Regions from separate parts of the Mus musculus genome. Here region 2 is linked to region 1. A link is a contact called in public HiChIP or PLAC-seq data. All regions are on one chromosome and are shown on one strand. Each heading gives the region's core, a stretch centred on a gene start, on an enhancer-like site or on the middle of the called end of the contact. The rest is flanking DNA. Distances are from core to core; before and after follow the strand shown.

Evidence for each region. HiChIP or PLAC-seq counts read pairs in DNA pulled down with a chosen protein or histone mark.
Region 2: a contact with region 1 is called in an H3K4me3 HiChIP or PLAC-seq map of embryonic basal ganglia, with 4 times the contacts expected there. The contact joins two enhancer-like sites. A contact is called at or near these places in 2 of 115 datasets of contacts at active chromatin or transcription factors (embryonic basal ganglia and embryonic stem cells) and 1 of 9 other capture datasets (embryonic stem cells).

What each region holds. Positions count from the first base shown.
Region 1 is chr2:166,019,820-166,027,635 of GRCm38.p6, reverse strand. The region is part of intron 1 of Ncoa3 (nuclear receptor coactivator 3); the gene reads right to left. Among named protein-coding and RNA genes, the nearest start is that of Ncoa3, 31 kb to the right of the region's middle. RefSeq lists an enhancer at 4,174-7,816. Within about 2 kb of position 6,400, at least 148 of the 459 cell types and tissues checked have an H3K27ac peak or open chromatin away from gene starts, as enhancers often do. A contact at or near this core is called in embryonic basal ganglia, where this site is marked.
Region 2 is chr2:166,570,222-166,577,339 of GRCm38.p6, reverse strand. It overlaps Prex1 (phosphatidylinositol-3,4,5-trisphosphate-dependent Rac exchange factor 1), which reads left to right. Exons shown (of 40, transcript NM_177782.3): 31 at 635-676; 32 at 1,574-1,794; 33 at 3,120-3,219; 34 at 4,042-4,185; 35 at 4,287-4,401; 36 at 5,744-5,810; 37 at 6,833-7,005. Among named protein-coding and RNA genes, the nearest start is that of Gm29679, 9.3 kb to the right of the region's middle. Within about 2 kb of position 1,724, at least 22 of the 459 cell types and tissues checked have an H3K27ac peak or open chromatin away from gene starts, as enhancers often do. A contact at or near this core is called in embryonic basal ganglia, where this site is marked.

The DNA.
Region 1 (7,816 bases), core at 5,151-7,650:
AAGGCAGCCTGGCTACCTAACAAGAGCCACCTAAGACAAAACAAAACATCTTGTCAATGTATAGAAGGGTATTATTCCCATTCTCTACATACGCTGAGAATACAGCTCTATCTTTCTGGCTTCTCCCATGCTTTTTCTGACAACTTAGATGTGTAATCAACAAAAGGACTTTCTATATCATGTTAGGAAAAGGAAGTTAACTGTGTTCACACAGGGATGAGGCCTTGGACTCAGAGAGCTATTCATGGTTGTGGTAAGAAAGTGGCTTGCTCCGGGCGTGGTGGCGCACGCCTTTAATCCCAGCACTCCGGAGGCAGAGGCAGAGGCAGAGGCAGAGGCAGGTGGATTTCTGAGTTCAAGGCCAGCCTGGTCTACAAAGTGAGTTCCAGGACAGTGAGGGCTATACAGACAAACCCTGTCTCGAAAAACAACAACAAAAAAAAAAACCTCACTATGTAGACCAGGCTGACCCAGTGGTAGGATTAAAGATATGTGCCAGCACACTTGGCATTGTCTTTATTCAGCCTGAGTTTAATATTTCTAGCCCTTCCTATTTCAGGTAGCAGTTATAACGAGTGGGTGGCAGGTCTCACCATTCCTTTAGGTCCAGGACACTCTGTTTCAGGGTACATGTGAGGGGGAAAGATGCAGTCCATGAATTCAGAATATATATGCAGTAAGGGGCTGAAGCAATGACTCATTAAAGTAACCTGGAGTTCAAAGCCCCAGCACCCATGTAAAAAGGCAAGCACACGCCTATAATCCCAGAGCACTGGAAAGATGGAGAAGGTTCCTGGGTTGGCTACACAGCTAGTCTAGCTGAATCTACAAACTCTAGTTCAATGAGAGTACCTGCTACAAAAAAAAAATAAATAAATAAAGATAAAAAGCAATTAAAGGCACCCAATGTCAACCTCTAGCATATATACCCTCAAACGGAGCTGAGGCAGGAAAATTACTGTTGGTTCCAGACAAATGATGGCACTCATTTCCAGGCCAGCCTGACCGCAGTGTAAAATGCCTTCAAAAACCAAAAAATGAGCCAGGCACTGTAGCACATGCCTTTAGTCCCAGCACTCAGGAAGCAAAGGCAGGCAGATCTCTAAGTTAGAGAACAACCTAGTCTAAAGATTGAGTTCCAGGACAGCCAGAACTACACAGAGTTAGGAAAGAGGGAGGACGGAGGAGGGAGGAGGGAGGAGGGAGGAGGGAGGAGGGAGGAGGGAGGAGGGAAGAGGGAAGAGGGAAGAGGGAAGAGGGAAGAGGGAAGAGGGAAGAGGGAAGAGGGAAGAGGGAAGAGGGAAGAGGGAAGAGGGAAGAGGGAAGAGGGAAGAGGGAAGAGGGAAGAGGGAAGAGGGAAGAGGGAAGAGGGAAGAGGGAAGGGAAGGGAAAGAAAAACTGCAGATGGCATTTGTCTTACTGCTTTTCCTATTGCTGTGATAAATATCTGACAAGATCAATTTAAGGAAGGGCGGGGCGTTCCAACTTCCAGCTCAAGTGGAAGCACAGAGACAGAAGACGGGTGTTTGCCCTCAGTTCTTTCTCCTTTCTACATAGTCTAGGATTCCGGGTGCATGCATGATTACCGTGGGTAGGTCATTCCATATCAACCTAATCAAGGAAATATCCACAGGCATGCCTAGATTCCCTGTCTCCTGAATGACAACCAAGAGTAACCATCAAAAGGCTACAGCAGAGTAGCACCCTAGAAATGTCAGGCACAGCAGCACACTTGATAACCCACAGCTCTGGGGAGGCTGAGACAGGGGAGCCCTGGGAAATGCTGGCCAGCTGATCTAGCCAAATGCGTAACCCAGTCTCAGAAAATAAGGTAAAAAAGGCATTCTAGAAGATATGCAAGTCTTCATACACATACACAACCACCTAACATGTGTGTGTGTCAAACACACAAGTACACACACACACACACACACACACACACACATATATATATATACTCCCAAAAAGTATCTGAAAAATGATTACAAGAAAAAAAATCAACAAAAAGAAAATGAAAACCTAAATTTTCAAATATGAAAAAAAAAAGAGGCTGGGAAAGAGCATAATCAGTAAAGTGCTTGCCTTGCAAGTACAAGGATCCATTTTGATACTTGGTGCCCAGGTTAAATAACCAACAACACAACAACCAAAAACAGCACTGTGAGCTTAGTGGCACTCTTGTAATCCCAACACTAGAAGGCAGAGACAAGATGATCTCTGAAGGCTCACTGGTCAGCCAGTCTAGCTGAACTGTTACAAGTCCCAGGACAACAAGAGACCTGTGTCAAAGGAAACAAAGAATTTCTATGCATGACACAGAAATTATGTTTCTGTGAGTGAGCACTTGAGCATGAAGACACACAAGTATGGAGGGCAGGCAACATGAACCAGCAGATAAAGGTGCTTGCTGTCAAGGCAGATCCCCTAGAGCCACACAGGAGGACCTAAGCTGTCTTCAGACTGCCATACACAAACATGTAAGAAAAAATACTAAATGCAAATGCCTTAGTAACTGCAAATTCCTATAATAAAATACTAATGTACACGGAATAGATCTACTGAAGATACAAGACAATACCAAATGCGGAGGAAAATGCAAACCAGTGGGGCTTTACTGGACTGATAGGGACATAAACTGGGAAGAAAAAGAGTGTATTTAAAACTTAAAACTTTCCATCATATGGCAATAACAATGTTTACAAAACTATAAAACCATAGTTGTAACTCATTAACTTATTAGGAAAGACTCTCATGTCAGCTCTAGTAGCTGATGAAGCATTCTGACGAAGCCATTCTCAGATATGCTAAAATCCCATCTGTCTTCCGTGGCATAGCTCAACAAGGGTATTCTAAGCAGATTTTAAATCAGTCTGGCTATGCAGCTAATTAGAGCCAATATCGACTCATATTTTTTTAAAAAGTCAATTCTCTAAGTCCTGTCATAACATTTTAAACAAGTAAGAACAGTCGATAGAAGTTACTAAGTTGGGGGCAGGAGAGGGGGCTCATTCAGCACTGGCTGCTCTTCCAGAGGACCCAGGCTTGATTTCCAGCACCCACATGGCAGCTCACAACTGTCTGTACAGTTCCAGGGGATCTTATGCCCTCTCCTGATCTCAGTGTGTTCTACCACATATGCTGCAGACATACATACAGGTAAAATATCTATACACATAAAATAAAATGCAAAGAAAGGAAGCTAGCTACTGTAAGAAACTCTGATCACCATCTGCTTTCCTCACAGGTAGCCTTGTCCCGGAGCAGCAGCAGTCCGGAGCTCAGGATGTAGGAGCTGGCCTTATGCTCCTGCCTCAGCTTCTGGAGTGCTGTGATTAAAGCCAGTGCTTCCCTGAGCCACTGTTCACTTAGTCCCCTTGTATTCATCACTTCCTTCCTGGTGGCTGTCTCTGAACCCTTCCCACTGGCTCAGCTACAGGGTTCACACAGTACGCACAGAGGACAGAATCCAGAGCTTGAGTTACCTTCCCAACACTGCCCCCCAACAAAAATTGAGTTACAGGTATGTGGGATGGCTCAGTAAGTAAAGGCACTTGTCACCAACCCTGGCAACTGAGTTAAATCTAGGTCCCTCCATTATGGAAACAGAACCAACTGTAAAAGTTATCCTCTGACCTCCACATATACCCTATGGACATATACATAATAAAGGATGAATAAAAAATTTAATTTTGCCGGGCGGTGGTGGTGCACGCCTTTGATCCCAGCACTCAGGAGGCAGAGGCAGGTGGATTTCTGAGTTCAAGGCCAGCCTGGTCCACAAAGTGAGTTCCAGGACTGCCAGGGCTATACAGAGAAACCCTGTCTCGAAAAAAAAATTAATTTTATATTTTTTCTTAAAAGTTAGGAAGAAAGGAAGTTAGTTCACTGGTTAGTTAGGAGGAAGGAGTGAGTTAGTTAAGGGCTGGAGGGATGGCTCAGCAGTTTAGAGCACTGGCACTCTTTGGAGGACTAAGATTCCTAGCAGCACAGGTGCCTCAACCATCTGTAACTCTAGTGCCAGAGACCTAACATCCTCTACTGGATTCTGAGGGCACTCAATGCACATGATGCACATATAGACATGCAAAACACAAATAGAAACCTTTGGGAAAGATGCTGAGAATAATCACACAATGATCTAATGCAGTTTTTTAAAATGCAATGCATGGATATAGGTAAGAAAGCCAGGCATGGGAACATGGCTGTAATAACTGTTCTCTGTGAAGTTAAGCCATGACTGTCCTGAGTTTGGGGCTGGCCTGAGCTACATAATGAGTTCAAGGCCACCCTGATTGATAGACACACATACACAAATGCGCTGTGGAATGTATAACTGTATTTTTTAAATTTTTTTATTGTTTTATGGCAGGGTTTCATCTATACTAGACTTGCCTCAAAGTAAGCTTACTATTACACAAAGATTGCCTGCCTCCACTTTCTGAGTGTGCACCACTAAAATTGACTTTAGCAAAGATAATCCAATTTTACTATACAAACCAGTGACTCTGCAAAGTCACAGTGGGCATGGGGACCAGCATTCTTCATAGGGAAATGAAGTGCAGTTACTTGAGCAGGTTCCCAAACCAAGAAGGATCAGGGTATGTCCAATAGCCTCTCTTGTAGATCATATCACGCCATACCACAATTGTTTTGGTTTGGTTTAATTTCATTCATTCATTCACTCATTCATTCATTTATTCATGTATTTAGAAGGCATGCATATGGAGGCCAGGACAAACCCATAAGAGTCATGTAGGTCATGGGGATCAAACTCAGGTAGTCATGCTTGGCAGCAAGCTCCTTGACCCACTGAGCCCTCTCACTGCCCTAACAGCTGACATGGATTTAAATCATCTCTGCTTTTCCATTAGCAAAATAATCGTCTAAGAGCACACTGCTTCAGAAATAGGAGAAAGGAGACAATTACTAGCTGGTGAGTATTACATGGAATATTTACAGATCTCACGAGAGAGAGCTCAGTGTAAAATATCTGACTAGATACTGTACAGGAGTCAGCTCCCTGTGAGAAGGAATCTGTCTAATGCCGAAAGCACAGCTACCAGTTAGAGTGTAATTAGCTTAAAAAAAAACCGAAGTCAGTCAGGTGTGTGAGCGGCATTTACTATTTGTTCCCTTTGTACAGGAAGCACTCAGCTCTGATCTCAAAGTCACCTTCAAGCACTAACGGAAGCACAAGGCTGATTCCTCCTTGCCCAGAACAAAACCCACAGCAAAGACCAACGTAAGGGGACATTTCTCTCCACGTTTTCCTTCCCCAAGAAACAGCTTTATAAACCATATGACGTTCATAATGAAAAGATTACAATTTAGAAACCGAGGAGAAGAAAAATTAACAGGAGCATGAGACAAAAAGAGCACATGCCCTGATACAGAAGCCTCTGAAATTGCTTTTGGAAAAACATGGGACAATCATCTAATTATCAGATGAAACAAACTACAACTTAGAGCTCAATTTACCAGAGGAATAAATACTAAGGCACTCTGTATTACACTTGTAAATGAATAAATACCAAGGGAGGTATGGCAGACGTTCTAAATGCAATCAAGTTAAGTTGTTGTTTTTAAATCGGGCATTATAATCTATAGCTTTATAGATTTGCCACTAACCTCCTAATCTGGCAGGTTAAATTTCAACATTCAAAGTACTGGTTAGGTTTTCTAGAAATGGTCCAGTAAGTTGACATAATAATTAACGCTGTTTGATCTACAAAATCTGAGTACTCAGTGCTGAGAGTGATGAGTGACCTTGAGGCAGCTCTTGGAAGGCAGTCACCATGGCAACGCTTCCACAAAAGTGCCTCATCCTCAGCAAAAGGCCCAACCCAGAGCATAAGGATCTTTAAAGCAGAAAACCTCCGCCCTCACCCACAGCCTAGCAAGGGGTCACAGTTTCTTTTAAAAAGTCTCTACATCAACCTTCCTGATTATTCTTTCAGAGAAAATACAAATTAGCTTCACAGCCATTTATCTGGTCTGGCAACAAAACAAAACAAACAAAACAAAAACTATCTTTTATTTGCTAAATGGGAAGAATTCATTTTGTTTTGGAAAAATATGTTTCAATACAATTAGTACCATTTTACTGTTTTTCGTTCAGGAATGGTAACACAGTGGTAATCTCAGGGCTGAGAAGTCTGAGGCAGGACAACAGGCAGTAGGATGCTAGCCCTGGGATATATGCTGCATTAAAGGAGAGAAAGAAGGGCCACACAGGGGCAGGACACTGGAGTGGGAAGACATTATCTTCCAGCATGCACTTAAAGAAGGAAGCACAAAGGAAGCAGATTTCAGCCCAGACACAGAGTGCACTCATGACTGTCTACATACACCACGGCTTGCTACACTTAGTGTTCTGATGACGCTGTGTTCCCAGCTCCCTCCAGCAGTGCTTCCTGAAAGCCGGGAGGAGTCATTTTATTATCACAACAGTCAGCAGAACCTCAGCACCAGATACTGAACAATTTCACAATTTTCTCACAGAGCTACCAAAGCATTCCTGAAAAGCTGTGTCCAGAACAGCTAATGTTTTTCAGCCTAAATACAAAGATCTTATCGACTTTTCCATTTTTACTGTATATAATCTATTTGTTCATTCTTTCCTACCCCACCCCATTTACCATTAGTTTGCAAAGCCATGAGTACTGACTGATGAGATGACTGTGTGGGGAAAGGAATTTCCCCCCCAAAACTGCTAGGGCAGACATGAAAGAAGGTGCACACAACGTGCAAGCTGGTATACATGGAGGGCTGCAGGCCAACTGGAGCCTCATAATGAGAAACTATGCAGGGTTTTGTTGTCATTTTTTGAGACAGGACCTTTCTATGTAGCCCTGGCTGCCTGGAACTGCCTATGTAGACCATAGTGGCCTCAAGTTCACAGTCATCTGCATAGCCTCTGCCTCAAAGTGCTAGGACTAAAAGTATGTGCTACCACACCTAGCAAAAAGAATTTTTACACTAAGAAAAAAAAAGATAGCAATGTGAGCAGGGCAGTAGGCAAATGGATTTCTGAGTTCCAGGCCAGCCTGGTCTACAGAGTGAGTTCCAGGACAGCCAGGGCTGCAGAGAAACCCTGTCTCGAAAAACCAAAAAAAAAAAAAAAAAAAGATAGCAATGCTATATTACCAAAATAAGTTACAAAATTAAGTTCTACCCATAACATGATATACTGTATAGTGTCAAAAAGGTTCACAGCACATTATAAAACAATATAATCTCAATTCTCTCTATAGGTTCTACTTATACATGGCACTTACTTGGACAGTCTGAAGCCAAGCACTGAGGCTGCAGTCCCACACTGGAAGGTTCAGTTAAGAGAACTGAGACTCTGACACAAGCCTAGGCTCTATAGTGAGAACTTGCATGTGAAAGACTAAAATCACAGTCATTTTTTCCTTTACATCTTTGAAGGTTTTGTACATGTCACGCAATTTCAAAAAATTAACTCCTTTTTTTTTTTTTTTTGAGCTAGTTATGGAGATCAGCAGGACCTGAAATTCAAAGAGAGCTGACTGTTTCTGCCTCATGAGTACTCCACCATCCTGGCTAGAGGTATTTTGTTTGTTTTTAAAGTCAATTCCCAACGGGCCTATAATCTCACACGCTTTTTTAATCCCAGCACTTGGGAGCCAGAGGCAGGCGGATTTCTAAATTCGAGGACAGCCTGATCTACAAAGTGAGTTCCAGGACAGTCAGGGTTATACAAAGAAACCCTGTCTCAAAAAACAAACAAACAAAAAATTTCTGTGGGGCGAGAAGGATCGCTTAGAGCAGCAGTTCTCAACCTGTGAGTCTC
Region 2 (7,118 bases), core at 475-2,974, 550 kb before region 1:
ATCCCTTCTTTTCTGCTTTCAGCTGTATAGCGGGACTTCTCGTACCCGCCAGTGGTTAAATGGCACAGAGATTTGTGAATATTTATTACAGCTTAGGAGTATAGCAGGGCAGACTATCAGCTACCTCATGTAAATTATCCTGACTAGTCTAGCACTATGTCCCTCTCTCTTGGCCCTGGCACCTCTGTTCCTCTCCATGTCCCGGGGGTGAATCTCTCAAGTCTCTTTCTCCCAGAGACCTTCCCTCTCGCTGAAGTTCTGCCTTCCCTTTCCTGCCCAGCTACTGGCTGTCAGTTTTTTTATTAAGTCAATCAGCAAGCGAGGAAGGTGAATATTTACAAAATAGGAAACCTATAGCTCTCTGTGGGTACAGAATTAACCGTTCAATATACAGAGTCACACCTTTACACAATGTGCAAGAGGTTACCCCCAACACAGCTCTCTGATGAGGATACAGGAACACTGGTGGTAGGGGCTCCATCTCTGATGTTCAGGGGCTCTGGAACTTACCCAGCATGCATTGAGCACAGCTCAAGCATCTGTGAGGGGCCAGAGCCCGGGTGCTGTAGGCACTGGCTTGCCCCGCTTCTGCCATCTCTGCTCACCCCTCCTCCTCTCTCCTCCCTCCTTTCAGATGGAAAGAACCAGCTGCTTCTGGCTCTGCTCAAGTGCACAGGTAGGAATGGGGCTGTGAAGGGGTCCCTGGGAGACACAGTGGGTGCTGTGGCCACAGGCTGGGGTGATGTCCCTCTGCTGGCCAACAGCATCTCAATGGGGCCCTCAGCATCTGCACTGGGGAGGCAGCCTTTTCTCCCAGTCTCGCCGAGAACTTCTCACCTTTTCCTCTGGGGCCAGGCAGAGGACTAGACTCAGGTCCTGGGGAACATGAGCCCTGTTTAGTGCTACCTGTTAGGCCTGGTGGGTGTTGGCAGGGGGACTGGTGGAAGACGGAGGGTGAGGAACATGGGCTCTGAGCTAGTAGAGCGGAGCCTGGAAATAATAGAGGATGTAACTGCAGGATACCTTCATGTGTGTGCGTGTGCGTGTAGTATGTGTGTCCATGCACACACATGCATGTGCACATGTAGACTTGAGTATGCATATGTGCATGTGTGGATGTGCCTACTCTTTATACAGATTACCAACTGCCTGGCTTGACCAGTTGGGGCAGGACTTGGGGGAGGTGAGGCAGGGGGAAGTGTTCCTGGGACCCATCTTGAATATGCAGCTTAGTACTGCTAGGATTCGTGTGGCCAAGGCTGAGAGGTCCCGTGATTCACTGTAGGGCAGTGGGGCAGGGTTTGGGCGTATGTCCGCCTCGGGAAGAGCCACACATTCGATTCTCCAAGAAGCAGGCACTTGGGCAGTGGGAGAGTGAGACTTGGGGCAGATCTGTCTTCTTTTGAAGAATTTATTTTTCTGCAACTGGCTTTTGGCAACCTATTTGCCCCTTCAGAGTTCTCCACAGGCCCCCGTGGGCATGGCAGGTCCAGGGTTCGGGTGTTGAGGGTGGAGATGCTGCCAGTCCGCACAGCACCACTTACCCAGAGCGCCCCCCCCCCCCCCCCCACAGACACGGAGCTGCAGCTGCGCAGGGATGCTGTCTTCTGTCAGGCTCTGGTGGCCGCCGTGTGCACTTTCTCGGAGCAGCTGCTGGCCGCCCTTGACTACCGCTACAACAACAACGGCGAGTATGAAGAGAGCAGCAGAGATGCCAGCCGCAAGTGGCTGGAGCAGGTGGCGGCTACAGGTGTCCTGCTGCACTGGCAGTCTCTGCTGGCACCAGCCTCCGTGGTAAGCGGCTGAGGTCATTGGCAGCACGGGAGAGAGTGCTGTGGCTACTCTCTGCTCCCAGTTACCCAGGGGTTCATGTGGCAGTGATTTGCTGAGCATTTGCTTTTAGGTTTTGGAGTTCGTGGATGAACAAAAGTCCCTGTGCTCTGTGGTGTCCTGGGGAAGAGAGACAGACAGAAAAGACCCATGGTTCTGAGCCGCAAGCGGGTGTCTCGTGGCAGTCTGGGCTGGCAGCTGAGGAATCCAGGGAGGGGAGAGAATATTACTTGCATCTAGTGCAAGTGTAGAGGGCAGGAGGGCTGGCTCGTTACCCAGTAGCAGTTCCATTATGTGTGGTTCCAGAGGCTATCTCAGGCCGCCCACGGGCAGCACAGCCCTAGATCGCCCCCTGCTGGCCACTGGTGAGCACTGCTGCCGGTCTTCAGAGATCTGCCTCTGGCCCCACTCCACAGCAGCCCTCTAACCTCTAAGGATGGAATACCAGATCCAGCTCATTCACTGATGTCACCAGCACCGAGCTGGCCACTGGGTCTACAGCTTATTTCCTAGAGAAGTAGACTGACAGGGGAGACAGCCCAAAGGCCTTGGAGTCTCTCTGGGGGGAGTAGCCAGACTTTCTGGGTGGTGACTTTTGATTTATGATATCTGTCAGCCAATAGGAAGGTCTGAGGAAAAGTATGCAGAGGGACAGCACGGGCAGAGGCCCTGGGCAGAGGCCCGTGTGGCCAGTGGGGACAGGCAGGGAAAGCAAGGTTAGTGGGATGGTCTGCAGGCAGAAAGTGACTCGGAAGCTGAAGGGCAGGGGACTCCTGTGATCTGGGCTAAGTTTTAAAAGAAAGCGTGTAACCTTGGAGAGAGGCGGTTAGGGGACTAAATGGAGAAAGAACCCTCTGAGGTGTCCTGGTGAGAACAGCTGCAACTAGAGTTGGGTGTTGGCCGGGAGGCTGGACGGAGGCAGACTGTGTCCAGGCAGTCGTAGCTGCTGGATGGGGTAAGACGACCAGGAGCGGACGGCCTTGAGAAAGGGATACAGAGCAGGTCTAGGGGGCTTAAGAGAGGAAGTGCAGATGCTCATGGAGTTGGCTGCATTTTGGATGGTACCGGGTGTGGCTTTACTGGGGCCACACAGCAAGGCAGAGCAGAAGTGACTTCTGACCCCTATGGGGTACAGGGCAGGTGGTGGGATGAACCATGATGTCACCTGTAGAGCCACACCCAAGACACCCACAGGCCTCCCAGCCCCGTAGGTGCAAAGCATGGCATCTCCAGGGCAGCCCAGGACAGGGTGGCATCTGAGTCTCCCTTACCACCGCCTCTTCCCGCAGAAGGAGGAACGGACCATGCTGGAGGACATCTGGGTGACGCTGTCGGAGCTGGACAATGTCACCTTCTCCTTTAAGCAGCTGGATGAGAATTCTGTGGCCAGTGAGTAAGCCCTCCCTTCCTGCCCCGAGTCGAGCTGCTCAGAGCCACGCTGGCTCTCCTCCGCTGCCAGGCCAGCAGCCCAAGTGGACCAGTCTCCAGTGCTTCAAGCCTCACGGCCCAACCCGAGACTCAGAGTCAGTCTTTGGGGAGCACATAGAAAAAGGAGGGGGGTGTATCAGCTACTTCTCTGGCTGTTACAACAAATTACTTGGCAAAGTCTTCAGCTGACAGCAGCTACCTGTGTGAAGGTTCAGGGGGAAGCAGTGATTGATTAGTGATGCCTGCCTGGTAAAAGGTGTGGGCTCTGAGTCATGTTTGTCGGCCACAATTCTTCCTTATGGATGCTGATAAGCTACAGAGCCTGGCTTTTTTTTTTTTTTTTTTTTTTTTAAACAGCTTTTGCTCTGAGCTGTCAGGCAAGAGAGTCACAGGACAAGGTCGGGGAGGTTGAAGACACTACGGCCAGCTCTCAGGGCAGGGACAGTGTTAGGGCCAAGACTAAAGCAGTGGGGAGCCAGAGGCTGTGGGTGCCAGTGAAAGGGGAGGTCATCACAGGCAAGTCTGGAGGCTGTATAGGGCGGTTCAAAGCTAAGCACGGAGGGGAGGGGAGGGGGAGGGGCTTGACGCTGCCCCTCTGCGATATTAGGGCAGGGAAGCCTCAGATGTCAAACATAGAAATTCCAGCATGCCACCTGGAGGCTGGGAAGACAAGAGGAGAGTCTGAGGCTACCCCTGTGGGTCAGGAGGGCTGGAAGTATAAGGTTTTCCCTCTGGAGTGCCACTCTGGCCTCTTTAGTGAGCCACCCTGCTTTGCCTCCACAGACACCAATGTCTTCTACCACATCGAGGGCAGTAGGCAGGCACTGAAGGTAGTCTTCTACCTCGATGGCTTCCACTTCTCCAGGCTGCCCTCTCGCCTAGAGGGTGGGGCCAGCCTCAGGCTGCACACGGTGCTCTTCACAAAAGGTGAGCAGCCAGGCTGAGGGACCTGGCAGGGAAAGGGGCAGAGGCAAGACCACTGAGCGCCCTAGGGCCCAGCACCTACCCTCCTGTGCCTTCCCTCACAGCACTGGAGAGCGTGGAAGGGCCCCCGCCCCCTGGAAACCAGGCAGCAGAAGAGCTGCAGCAGGAGATCAACGCACAGTCCCTGGAGAAGGTGCAGCAGTACTATAGAAAGCTCAGGTAGCTACCGTGGGCTGGGGGTAAGGGCGGGATGAGGGCTCTGGGGTGGGGGTGGCAACCTACAGGGAGTGGACACATCATTCAGAGCCACGGGCAAGCCTGACACTCTCTGGAGCACATACAGCAGTGTGCATGGAGGCCGCTGCTGACCCATTGTACAGCTGAGTATGCTGAGGCCCACACAGCCTGTACCAGATTACACAGACAGATGAACTCAAGTCTCTTTGGCCCATTCCTCCCTGTGCAAAGAAGGACTGAGCAGGGAGGGTTGCTTCTGGGATCTTTGGACTCCTAGCCCTGGATCCTGCTCTGAGGAGAACTTCCAGAGAGAGGTGCAGAGGGCAGTGGACAGAATGCTGTCCAGAGGGAAAACAGCTAGACCCAGGAAAACAGCTAAGGTCTGACACTCCTACTACAGCTACCTACAGCCCTGCCTGCAGCCACACCCTGACCGCACCCGCCAACACACCCACAGTCTCACCTTTACCAGATCCCTAGACCAGGCTCCCAGACACAGCCTCTCTCAAGTCCTGTCTCATTGCTTTCCCTGCAATACCAAGAGGGAGAGACCATGGGCCTGGGTTTCCATGGAGAGGGGCACTCTCTTCTCAGGTCTGTTCTGACCATTTGCGAATTGGAAAACGAAGCTTCCATTCATTTACTAGGCACACAATTTACAACTTAGTTGTTGTCCTTTGTCTGTCCCCGTCTGTCTGATTAGCTGCTAATTCCACTTGCTCATGGAGACTTTCTGTGGGCCCTGCACTGCCCTGGGACCCGGGAAGCAGTCCTGTTCTTCATGAATGCTTATTCTGTCAAGACTGGGCCTCCAACTCTGGCTCACCCCTTATATATAAATAAAGTTTTATTCACACACAGCCAAGACAGTTTCTTCCTGAATTCTTTGTGGGCCCCCCCCCCCTTCTGTGTACAATGGAAGACAAGGACTCCCTGGTTAAAAGGGCCAGTGTTTTCTGGTTGGCCCCATATAGAAGGATTTAGAGAGTGAGAAAGACCACAGGCTGGTAAACCCAGAACAATTTTGTGCCAATTGTTCAATGTTTAGAGGAGAGAAAGCAGCAATGGGGCTGGAGGAGCAGGGCACTGTTGTCCAGGGCAGGAAGGCAGAGGTGGTGGTGAAGCCCAGAGAACCCTTCTTGCTTCCCTAGGGTCACTGGAAGAGCAGGTGACTCAGTGATTTGCTTCTGAGAGTCTGGGGAGGATACAGGGCCGTAACTGTAGGGGTTGGGACCTGGGGCAGGGGAGGGCCGGGCGTGTGCGTGTGCCTGTGTGTGAGTGTGTGGGTAGTAGCAGAATCCTCAGCCTTATCTGTCTCCTTCAGGGCGTTCTACCTGGAGCGGTCCAACCTGCCCACGGATGCTGGCGCCACAGCTGTGAAGATTGACCAGGTATGCTTGCTTCTGGAAGTTTGGGCCGGGTGGGGTCACTTACAGGCTGAGTCTACTCTAATCAGGCCCAGAGGCCCCCTGCAACCCCCGTCAGCCTGTTTCTTCTGGGTGACAGGCTCTTGCTGGCCTCTGTTGCTTGGGGCTTTCTGATGAACACTTTCTTGATCACATTTCTTGAGCTGAGACCCCTAAAGATCAGAGTGGTGACTGCCACACTAGGTGTGGCTTTGCATGGTATCCCTTTTGCTTCAGGTTCCTGCCAGGCATTTACAAATCAGAATTTCTCCATCAAAACCAGAGGCGTTGCCATTTCTTGGCCTTTTGGCTAAGAGCATGTGTCATGTCTGTTCTTACCAGCTTAGTGCCCTGCCGGTCCCCTGAGGAAAGCGACAAAACAGAGCCTTCCAGCTGCTTGCGAGAGATGGATGCTCTGAGATCTAGCTGGGGCTTAGTTCTTTTTTGTCATGGTGGCCTCAAGTGGATTCTGTCCCTCTGCCTCTCATCCACAAAGCATCTCTCTGGGTCTCCTAGTTCCCCAGGCCCAGGCCTTGAACTTGGAGTAGGTTGTGAGGAACTGGCCATGGGGCTCAGAGGCTGTGAGCTCCGAGGAGTGTGGGTGCTATCTTTGGGGATTCTGTAGTCTGTTGGATACAGACCAGAAGATCATAATGGTTCACGGTTGAGGGAGACAGGATAAGGAAAGTCTTGGCATTTTGGTCAAGCCCTTGGACTTGCCACTTGGAGAGTGGCCGCTTGAACTAGTTGTGACAGGTTTAGAGAGGAGAAAACAGGTCACCCGCTTAGGCTTAGGTGGGGCTGCACTTGGCAGTGGCAGAGCCAGTTTGGAAGGTCAGAACTGTAACAGTAAATAGCAAATGGCAACTCACAGGGCCATGGGGGCTGCTCATGATTGAGGGTGCTGGGAAGACAGCTGTGTAACAGCTGGATTAGAAGGATGTCAGTGGCGGCCAGTGGAGGTCTCAGGCTGCAGCCTTCATGGACATCTGTCACCTCCCTTGCAGCTGATTCGTCCCATCAATGCCCTGGATGAGCTCTACCGCCTCATGAAGACCTTCGTGCACCCCAAAGCGGGTGCTGCTGGGAGCCTGGGTGCTGGTCTCATCCCCGTCTCCTCCGAGCTCTGCTATCGCCTGGGGGCGTGTCAGATCACCATGTGTGGCACCGGCATGCAGCGGTGAGCCTGAGTCAAGGCCGAATGGGACATAGCTAGCGGGGGGTGGGAGGTGGGGGGCCACTAGGTGGACTCTGGGAAGTCAGGGGCTCACGCACAGAGGTGGGACAGCTAGG